2 separate regions of the Mus musculus genome follow, and region 1 is linked to region 2. The links are chromatin contacts, called in public promoter capture Hi-C maps. All regions are on one chromosome and are shown on one strand. Each heading gives the region's core, a stretch centred on a gene start, on an enhancer-like site or on the middle of the called end of the contact. The rest is flanking DNA. Distances are from core to core; before and after follow the strand shown. Region 1 holds the start of Cartpt (CART prepropeptide). Region 2 holds the start of Zfp366 (zinc finger protein 366).

What was found. Promoter capture Hi-C pulls out the DNA fragments that hold promoters and counts their contacts.
Region 1: a promoter capture Hi-C map of embryonic stem cells shows a contact between it and region 2, with 7 times the contacts expected there. The contact joins the promoter of Cartpt here to the promoter of Zfp366 in region 2. A contact is called at or near these places in 5 of 39 promoter capture datasets (the C10 cell line, embryonic stem cells, hippocampal neurons and 2 more) and 1 of 9 other capture datasets (macrophages).

What each region holds. Positions count from the first base shown.
Region 1 is chr13:99,896,938-99,902,825 of GRCm38.p6, forward strand. Cartpt (CART prepropeptide) reads right to left here and starts at 3,746. Exons shown (of 3, transcript NM_001081493.2): 1 at 3,539-3,746; 2 at 3,020-3,103; 3 at 1,546-2,089. The coding sequence starts at 3,697. The coding sequence ends at 1,982.
Region 2 is chr13:99,183,069-99,188,415 of GRCm38.p6, forward strand. Zfp366 (zinc finger protein 366) reads left to right here and starts at 1,755. Exons shown (of 5, transcript NM_001004149.1): 1 at 1,755-1,796.

The DNA.
Region 1 (5,888 bases), core at 2,496-4,995, 720 kb after region 2:
AACTGGGATGTAGGTCTTTAGGGGCTTCCCAGAACTGGGATGTAGGCGGTCTTTTGGTAGAGAGTTTGTACTTGCCTAGCACACACAGAGCCCTGAGTTTGAGCCCCAGACCCATCCATGTAGGCTGACTCTGTTGGCACGTGGCTGTAACCCTAGGACAGACAGAGATGGGCAATTCAGAAGATGAAGGTAATCCTTAGCTACAGAACCGGCTTGAGACAAAACTGAGTCGCAGGACACCCTGTCTCAAAAAGAACAAAACAAAAGTTCAGGTTTTCCATCTTGTTTTAAGTGTGCCCACGGTTGGAAAGAATATGTTTATTGGCCCGTGGTGCTGAATTTCTCTTCAGAAGCCACACCCATAAAGACACTCAAGCTGTCAGGCCATTGCCGAGTAGCCTCATGATTGTGAAAGACTAAATACTACACACACAGTCAAAATTGTCTGGGGCTATCTTTAAGAAAAGTAGCCTCTTGTTTTCCTGATTGAATACTCATCACTAATTGCCTTCCGCTCTATGCAGAAGCTACAAGTCAGTGTGGAGTCCTTGGTAGGCCTCCAGCTTTGATCAACCCTAAAGCTAAGGCTGTTGGATAGCAGCTAAAATATACAACAGACTTCCTCCTCTTGCTGTTGCCTGCCTGCCTAAAGCTCCTACCAATGTACTTGCTGGATCTATTGATTTATGATTTTCTTTGTTCTGTGGATGGAAGAGTTTATATAACTTCTTTCCTTCCAGAGAATGTCACTGAAGGTAACTTGAATACATGCACCCAGAAGTTAACCACGTAGATTTGGCTCAGAATAAACCATTTGTTGGCTTTAAAGCAGGGTTCTTGTATAAAGATAGGACTTATTGGTTTACACACACACACACACACACACACACACACATTCAAACATAGGTTCCCTATACATTTGTTTGCTGAGTCTGACTTATTTCACTTAACATAATGATTTCCAGTTCCATCCACTTTTCTGAAGATATCACTTCACTTATCTTTATGGCTGCACACAATCCAATTGAGTGTCTGTTGCACAAATTCTTCATTCATTCTTTTGTTGCTGCACCTCTACGGTGATTCCATTCCCTGGCTTTTGTGAATAGTGCAGTAATGAACACATATGTGCAAGTGTCCCTGAACAAGGCTCACTGCTGAAAACCAAGGTCTGAATAAGTAACAGTGTGCTTGTTATCTCAAACCCAACCATCTCTACCCCTCCTCTCTCTCTCTCTCTCTCTGTCTCTGTCTCTGTCTCTCTCTCTCTCACACACACTGGGAAGAGAGAGAGAGAGAGAGAGAGAGAGAGAGAGAGAGAGAGAGGAGAGAGAGAGAGACTACCACCACACCTCTGTAGTTAGCACACAGTATGTATACTGAAGCTGGTGTAACACACTCCTAATTAATGATCAAAACTCCTTGGAGCTGAGGTGCTGCTCTCCCAATAGACAGCTATTTTTAAAATATTTCTCTTTCAAAACAACAGCATGATTAATCCTATTATTCCTATTTAAATTACTTATGTAGAAAGAGCCATGCACTGTGAGCAATTGTTAAAAATGCTTTATTATGTGTAATTTGTACATGCTTCAATTTGTGTGGCTTTAGGGCAATTTATTTTCCGGGTTGTGATGTCATCTACCCAAATTAACTAGATCTAATTCTCATTGTGACACACCACATACAAAAATACAGTTTTAAAACGAAGTTCCTCTTCTTCCCAGAAAGATTCACAAGAATGTGTCAGATGGATAAAACAAGAAAAGAAATCTTTGCACACACACCAACACCATTCGAGGCATTCTCCTTCACACAATGATGTCAAATCTTTTATTTTGAAGCAACAGGGAAAGAGCCCATCCGCTCTCTGAGGGGAACGCAAACTTTATTGTTGCTAAAGCCAGGCTCCAGGGATAATGGAGCGCTCCTTTGGGGGAAAGAGGGAATATGGGAACCGAAGGTGGCGGCTGTCGTCCCTTCACAAGCACTTCAAGAGGAAAGAATTGCAGGAAGTTCCTCGGGGACAGTCACACAGCTTCCCGATCCTGGCCCCTTTCCTCACTGCGCACTGCTCTCCAGCGTCACACTGTCAACAACACAACCGATGGTTACTGGGGTCCCAAGGGAGCTTCCTCATGGTACCATCAGCTCAGGTCGAAGCAGTCAGATCCGAAGCCCAGGGGGCCTCGGGCTTATAATTTCAGAAAGAGGATATTTAAAGGAAGAAATTTAAATGACTGATCCCCTCCTCCTACGTTCTTCTGCCTTTGGGGAGGGACCACAATTTCAGCTTCCTTTTCTCTTTATCTGAAAGGGGCGGGGGGGGGGGGAAATCACCCAGATTCTTGCATCTAAGAAATATACACGCCTTTAATCCCAGCACTCGGGAGGCAGAGGCAGGCGGATTTCTGAGTTCGAGGCCAGCCTGGTCTACAAAGTGAGTTCCAGGACAGCCAGGGCTACACAGAGAAACCCTGTCTCGAAAAACCAACATATATATTTTTTTCTCATAACCTTTGTTTTCTGCTTTCCCACTTCCTTGCTCAAAGAAGGAAAAAGTGTGTGTGTGTGTGTGTGTGTGTGTGTGTGTGTGCGCGCGCGCGTGTGATTTTTACCTAGAGCTGTACAACGAAGGTGACCAGTCCTGAAAACTTTTTATCACAGAATTTAAGAAAGAAAACAACAACGAAATGATACAAATAAAGAAAAAGAAAAAAAATGGTGGTGCTCTAGAAGGAATTAGAGAGAACTGAATAGATTCAAGGGCTCTCCCATTTGAGATGTTTCAGAAAGTACTCCCACTCAGATCATGAGACTGTTTTCTGGCCCTAAGTAGCCTGTTCCCTCTTGTTCTTAGAGACCAAGGAGCAAAGGGGCGAGGGCAGAAGCAAAGAGGACGTTCCAGATAAATTCTTCACCTAGCTGCTCAGCCACCTGCTAGAGTAAAGACCGTGTGTAAGATTCTAGGCAATCTTTTCTCGTGGAAAAGTAGGGAAAAGGGAACCCGGAGCCTTACCATGGGGACTTGGCCGTACTTCTTCTCGTAGATCGGAATGCGTTTACTCTTGAGCTTCTTCAGGACTTCTTGCAACGCTTCGATCTGCAACATAGCGCCGGGAGCCCGAAGTTGCCGCCTTGGCTGCGAGCCCAGCGCAGGTGCTCACTTTCAGCCCAGTTATAAGGAGCCCGGGACACACAACCGCGGGGCAGCAGGACTCGGGGGACAAAGGGGAGTAGATACTGGTGGAAAGGAAGCCAGGCGGGCAAAGTCCCTAGACCTGACCTCACCTTCCAGAGCCTCCAAGGAGCACACTGCCCAGACCGGCCACAACTAGGGATTCGCTCGACAGACAGCCCGCAGCCCGTGAACTCAAATATCTTTGTCTGGTAGAGGGTACCCAGGGTACTTTTTTTTTTTTAATCCAGCGTCAGGGGCTCTGCCTTCTGGGATGGGACTGGGATAGAGGGGGACGCACGCAAAGCAAGGACCCTGTGGTAGTCCAGTGGGGGAACCCGAGGCGAGGGAAATACTGACCAGCTCCTTCTCGTGGGACGCATCATCCACGGCAGAGTAGATGTCCAGGGCTCGGGGCTGCAGCTCGGCGTCCTCCTGGGCACGGGCACCCAGCAAAGGTAGCAGTAGCAGCAGGGCGGCGCCCAGGAGGGGTAGCAGCCGCAGGCGGGAGCTCTCCATGGTTCTGGACCTCCTCGCTGCTCGGGCACTGCGCTCTCCGGCTTCTTATAGCCGGTTGAAATCGGGTGCCGGGAAGAGGGAGGGGGAGAAGAAGGACGGGGGTGTGGAGGAGAGCCCGGGTCAGCCGTCTGTAGGCAGCGCTCCGCTGCCGTTTGACGTCAATGCCCGCCGGGCTCCGGGAGCCCGGGAACGAGGCTCTGCGCACAGATGGGCTAGAGCGCAGAAAACAAGACCCCGTGCCCCGAAACGCTGTCCGCCCCGCAGCCAGGGAAGCTTCCCTAGGGGCCAGAGCTGAAACTGAGGGGCAAAAGGTGAGGGAAATGGAAAATGCCTTCGGGGCAATGAACAAGCAGAAGAGTTGTTTTCCCTATCTTAGCCGTGGTAGATGCACCAGAGTTCTGCTCATAGGCTCTGCTTTGCCTCCCTAATCCCCAAGCCCCGGGTGTAGCAGCAAGAAGGATATGTGGACTCCAGCAGGCTCACTTGCTGAGCACAATTCTAGGAAAGCTAGGGAGTGAGGGAGATGATCAGCATACTAGACGAAGGGAAATTATGTCCTCTGCACCAAGGGCTCTGTAGAGGCTGTGTGATACTAATAACCCGAAGAGGAAAGTAGAGTAACTCAACTGAACGGGAGCGAGAGAACCGGACGTGGTACCAGTCCTGGGCCAATCACTTCCAGAGTCTGTACCTTAGCACAAAGTTAACCTTTCTGATGGGCTGACAGATGGCTCAATGATTAAGAGCACGTGCTGTTTTTACAAGGTCTGAGCTCGAGTTCCCAACACCGCAGGCACCTGCACTCGTGTACACATACTTACACATATATGGATAATTAAAACTAAAGTAATAGCACATTTTTAAAGAACCTCTCCGAACATCTATCTTTGTCTTATAAAACCGAAGTTGGAAGAATGTAACACTGGAAGGATGGAATTGACGGCTCTTGTGTACAACGTTCCTTAGTTACCCTCGCCACAATAAACACTAAGTTACCCTCGCCACAATAAACACTAAGTTACCCTCGCCACAATAAACACTGAGTTACCCTCGCCACAATAAACACTGAGTTACCCTCGCCACAATAAACACTGAGTTACCCTCGCCACAATAAACACTGAGTTACCCTCGCCACAATAAACACTGAGTTACCCTCGCCACAATAAACACTGAGTTACCCTCGCCACAATAAACACTGAGTTACCCTCGCCACAATAAACACTGAGTTACCCTCGCCACAATAAACACTGAGTTACCCTCGCCACAATAAACACTGAGTTACCCTCGCCACAATAAACACTGAGTTACCCTCGCCACAATAAACACTGAGTTACCCTCGCCACAATAAACACTGAGTTACCCTCGCCACAATAAACACTGAGTTACCCTCGCCACAATAAACACTGAGTTACCCTCGCCACAATAAACACTGAGTTACCCTCGCCACAATAAACACTGAGTTACCCTCGCCACAATAAACACTGAGTTACCCTCGCCACAATAAACACTGAGTTACCCTCGCCACAATAAACACTGAGTTACCCTCGCCACAATAAACACTGAGTTACCCTCGCCACAATAAACACTGAGTTACCCTCGCCACAATAAACACTGAGTTACCCTCGCCACAATAAACACTGAGTTACCCTCGCCACAATAAACACTGAGTTACCCTCGCCACAATAAACACTGAGTTACCCTCGCCACAATAAACACTGAGTTACCCTCGCCACAATAAACACTGAGTTACCCTCGCCACAATAAACACTGAGTTACCCTCGCCACAATAAACACTGAGTTACCCTCGCCACAATAAACACTGAGTTACCCTCGCCACAATAAACACTGAGTTACCCTCGCCACAATAAACACTGAGTTACCCTCGCCACAATAAACACTGAGTTACCCTCGCCACAATAAACACTGAGTTACCCTCGCCACAATAAACACTGAGTTACCCTCGCCACAATAAACACTGAGTTACCCTCGCCACAATAAACACTGAGTTACCCTCGCCACAATAAACACTGAGTTACCCTCGCCACAATAAACACTGAGTTACCCTCGCCACAATAAACACTGAGTTACCCTCGCCACAATAAACACTGAGTTACCCTCGCCACAATAAACACTGAGTTACCCTCGCCACAATAAACACTGAGTTACCCTCGCCACAATAAACACTGAGTTA
Region 2 (5,347 bases), core at 505-3,004:
GACAGGGCCACTCATGGCAGAAGTCTCGATGCCAGAGTCAGATGCATGTCAAGAATGAAGCCTGCCCAGTTCTTATAAACATTCAGAGCAGCCTTCTTACATGGCTTCTCTGGTCTTGCACACGTTCAGACAGACAAGCACGCAGGCAGACAGACAACAATGAACATATACTCAGAAAATGTGGGACAAACATTCAATGTTGTAGACCATAGTGCCCAGTTAAAACATAGAGTGGACTCTGAACTAAGCCTCACTTTCTGTGAACCCACCTTTCCTGAGGCAATCCATGAGGTTTATAATCTCCACCTCATTTTTTTTTCAATATCGAGTAAATCAAGGAAGCAGCTTATGACCAATGTTTCTTGTGCCACCACAAAGAACCACACAACTGCTGGTTCCTGTTTGTGGTGACAATGGTCTCAACTGAATGAATGGAGGGTACAAGATTCACAAAGCTAATTAGATGATTTGGGCCCAGCTCCCTCTGTCAATGAAGCCATCACTCACAGAGCCCAGGCTTGCCCACCGGGCTCCAGCTCCCTCTGTCAGTGCATGTATCTCCCTAAAGAGCCCAGGCTTGCCCACTGAGCCCTAGCTCCCTCTGCCACTGCAGTCATCCTTCACAGAGCCCAGGCTTGCCCACTGGGTCCCAGCTCCCTCTGTCACTGCAGTCATCCTTCACAGAGCCCAGGCTTGCCCACTGGGTCCCAGCTCCCTCTGTCAGTGCATGTGTCCCACAAAGAGCCCAGGCTTGTCCACTGAGCCCCAGCCCCATCTTCAGTAAAGGATGCTCACCCCAATTCTTCTGCTCCCACTCGGCTTTCCCCCTCCTCTTTCAGAAACAGAGATTGATTTATCTAGGACCTCAGATGGTTCACAATATTCTCAAAACAAATTAGCACCCTCCCTCCAGTGCTCCTGAGGTGACTACATCCAAGAAGGACAGGACAGTGTAAACAACAGTCGGAATTAACTGTGGCTGGCAACGCCACACTAAGTGGCTTCTTTTCCTTTTTCGTCCATCAGCAAAGATGGAACCGGACTTGGCCCAGCACACAGAGCCCAGTGAGCACTGCATAAATCTGCTGTTTGACTGTGAGGAACTTGAAGAACCTAGAGCCAGGCGAGGAACTGGAGCAGTGCTGGGGTTTCAAAGCAGCTAGGAAAAGTCAGAAGGCCTGGGTGGCCAGGCACTGTGCCCTTTGGTAAAGGCTGCAGGTTCCCTCTTGGTTAGCCCAGCAGCCCAGACTTTCCCTCACTGAGAGTCAGAGTTGACACGACATGATTTGTTCCTTTTGGGCTGTGTCAGTTCTGTAAGGCAGACACCAGAGGCTGCAACCAGGAGAGCCTGCGTTTGTTTGGACAGGACAGAGCCACTCAGGGGTTTTCATGTCCTGAAAGCTCCCAGGGCAGAGAGTATATCTGGGGAATTCGTTTTTGTAAAGATTTTCTTTCTTTCTTTCTTCCCCCTCCCCTTCCAACATTTTGTTTAAGAGAAAATGAGATGTCTATCTTCTGTTTCCTTATTTTTTTTCAGGAAAGCGAAGGGTTGTTGACTTCCGCCCTCTCCCCTCCCTTCCTTCCTTCTTCCCGAAGGTACTCATCTGAGAAAAAGAGAACGGGGTATTGTTCCTGTTCTCCTTCTTAAGTCACTTGAAACACTGTCCCTGCGAGTCCTTTAAGTTCCCTGCAATCGGTACACAAGAGAAAGAGGGAGAGAGAGAGAGGGAAAGACAGAGACAGCCAGAGACCAGGTAAAGCGGTGGGGGCTGCTGCCTCTCAGCCCTCAGGAGCTGGTAAGTGACCATGTACTCCTTTCTACCTTCATTTCAATGTCCCTGTGATGGAGACTGACTGGGCATCTTCCACAGAAACCACCTCCCTGGGCTGCTCTTTAATCAAAAGGTGTGACTGATGGGTGGCCTAGAGTGTAAGCTCATGCCTCGTTGCAGAGGAGAATATTAATGCTTTGCAGAGCTGAGGCTTGCCAGGAGTGGAAATGGAATTGTGTTGGGGCTGAGGAGGTCGCTGTGTTAAATTTGAATTGTTTTGTCATAGGCAACTTGAGTTTACTAGGAACCATTGGGACATGTGGTGTGCCCCACTGGAGGGGTCACTGCTCCCAGGACTGCATTCTGAGAGCCCTCTCAGGGTGTCTGTTGAGAATTGTGATTTGCTCATGGAGTTTTGGTATATTTATTGTCTGCCTTGAAGTGTCTTTCTTCTGATTTTTGTTTGTTTGTTTGTTTCCATTCTGTAGTTCACCTCCCCAAAGTGAACTGTTCATGCATGGCTGTTGCTCTGTCCCTGAAGTAGGAGGGAAAGGGAGGGAATACCTCTTTGGAATAGTGCTGTGTGTGGGAGATTTGGGAGAAAGGTGCCCCATGTGGGTTAAATGTAAATGTACTGTCCACTGTCAACTCGGAGTGTCATGCGCCACACAGAAGAAGGCAGGGATACGAGGGCATTGACTTCAGTTTTGGAAATCAGTGTGTGACTGGACTGGAGGATTTAGATTGATTGCTTGTGTCAGGAAGAATGAAAAGCTAAGCCACAGATGCAATTGAAAAACAGTCACCCAGAGCCTGCTGTTCTAAAGCACCAAATAGAACACGGCAAGGTAGTCAGGCTCATATAGACACTATGCCAGCAGCGGTTAAACGTCCGAGTTGCTTCCATTGCGTTTGACAGAGAGGGTAATGTTACCAAGAAGTTGTTATGGCAAGCCAAGAGGGAGCCGGCATCACGTTGTCAAAAATAGGTTAGCAAGGTCAAGCCAAGACTGGGGCACGGCTGCTATTAATAATTTAATCCAGTGAGGTGCTGGATGGGTAGAAGGCAGTGGCCATGCGTGCTTCTCAAACCATTCATTCCTATGGTATAGACGGGTTGAAATCCTCAGGGTATGAGCAGCATAGTAAAAGTAGTTCGACATTTTGAAATTAATTTGGCCAGATCATGTTTTAACCACAATCGCGTAATTAATCTTTATTTGAAACTGAGCTGTCACCTTAATGAAGATGAGACAGTCTAGTAGATCTGGATGATTAATGTAGGTTTGTTATTTATTTTTTAAAAAGAGACTTTCCCTAGAATCCCCATAATACAATGTACATGGAAGAGACAGGATTAGCAGTTGCCCCTTAAGGATGCAACCAAGTGTAACCTTGGTGGCCTGAGGTGCCTGGCTCTTCCCTCACCTGCCCCAGCCACCACATCCCCATGCATCCCCAGGGCAGCAGCGTCCAGGACGGATGTTCTCGGGCATTTTGTATTAGTACTGGCCAATTGCGACCCCAGGAGAGATGCCGGGTGGCACACAATCCTGCTTGACTCCTTTCGCTTTCATTTCTCCTGATATTATTAATGCCATGCACGATGGATGCGATGGGGGACAAACAGCTTCAGGGCCACTCTAAGGATAAGTCAGGTAAAAGCGGGGAGACTATGTTTGCTGTGGTCCTTCCTGGGGGCCAAGACTAAGGAGCTGAGAGTCATGAGGTCATTGCCAGGATGGCTGCTGGATACTGTGGGGGTGGGGGTGAGGTTCAGGAAAAAAAAAATCCTTCACTGACATTAGCCTAGGCCACTGCTACACAATCTATCTTTTCCTCAGCTCCAAAGAGCGAGTTGACATTTGTGGAAATTTCCAGAGTGATTCTTCTCTAGGGACATCATGGGCTCCTTTTTGATAGCATGGGAAATTCCAGTTTGGAATGATCCAGAGCCTTGCTCATACAATAGTTCACTAATTAATTTTATGCCAAAATGGTACCAACAGCTAAATTACCAACGTGTCATCTGCATTTGCAGGGTGCTAACAGTTGAACTTAGGATGTGTGCTAGGCACATGTTCTTCTACCAGTCTCTGCCCCACGCTCGGTTAAGTATTGCTTAGATCACATCATGCATGCTCTGTCTCCCACAGGGCTGTGTGAGCATGCATGACTCAAGTCAGAACAAGAAGAGTGTAAAACGGATGGGACACAGCGAAACAAGCTGAGCTAGAGTTTCAAATTTGTCATTTACTGATGGGGACAGGGGTTTGGATCGGGTCTCTAAGCTAAGTCTGTGTCTCCCAAATGTAAAACTGCTTTCATACAATATATTCTGAGGATGAAGTGAAACCACAGCTAGGAAGCAGCTAGCACAATACTAGGGAACTCGCAGGAGTCAGCCACTGTCAGATCTTTTTCAGACTCATATATTAATACTTAGGTGGTTGGCCTGGGTTTTGACAAATTGAGAAAATAGACTAAAATTTTGTCATGTATTTATTCTTGATACTATACCAACGATCTATCAGAAGAAATCATTCCTTATAATTTTCAAGTCGGGCACACACTGAATACGCATATTCCGAGCCTTGAAATCACATGACACAAAAGCCCGGTATTGTTGGACATGCTCATGTCCATCCGTCTTGAAGGCACAGGTGCGGTGGACCTTAGCTGCATGTAGTGACAGCGGCACTCCAGCCTCCACTGTTGGGAAAGGCTTCCTTTAGGACCACACTTCTGTCCTGGGATGCACGTGGGAAGAGAGCTGAAAGATGCTACGGACATCGGTACTTCCTCCCACCCACTTCCCCATGTTCATGGTTTTCACTGCCGTGACCTCTTCCCTGACTGTGCAGGACTGTAGACGATGGTGGCCATGCCACAACTTACAGGGGGAGAAGAGCAAGTGGAAGTGACATAAGGTGCTGTTCCCTCTTCCTAACCATCCAGCATCGAGCTCTCACCCCCAGATTCATCAGTAGCAAGGTGTCAGCCACGGATGTGTGCACTGGGTTGGGGAGGAGGTGTGTGTGAACCAACTGTTGTTTCTCTCTCTCTCTCTCTCTCTCTCTGTCTCTCTCTCTCAACTTCACCACCAGCAAGTCTGTTAGCTCATCAAATAAAAATGATACTTTTATTTAGCTCCCAAACTTCCCTCCACGTTCCAAAAACAGAACAGGCAACACCAAACGAGCCGGACTCCACCACCCAGAGCTGGACTCTACCACCCAGAGCCCAAGCTCCTGAGACCCTTGCTTTAGAGTAAAGGCTCTGATACAATGGAGACTGATTCGGACACCAACCTAAGAAGCACAAATTCAAGCTGGGCACCCCACCCCACTGTGCAAAAAGTGCCTTTCAATGTGGGGTGGTGCGGAGAAAAAGGCCAGATTGGAAGTCAGACCATATGTGTTCTGATCCAGCTCTGTACTCCCTGACCGATACCTTACCGGATTTCTTTACTTGCTTGGACCTCTGATCTCTCTGTGGAGAATGACAGGGTTGGATAAAGTCAATGATGAGAGTAGGTGAGAACCACAGAGAGGGACCAGCTTGTCTATTGTCAT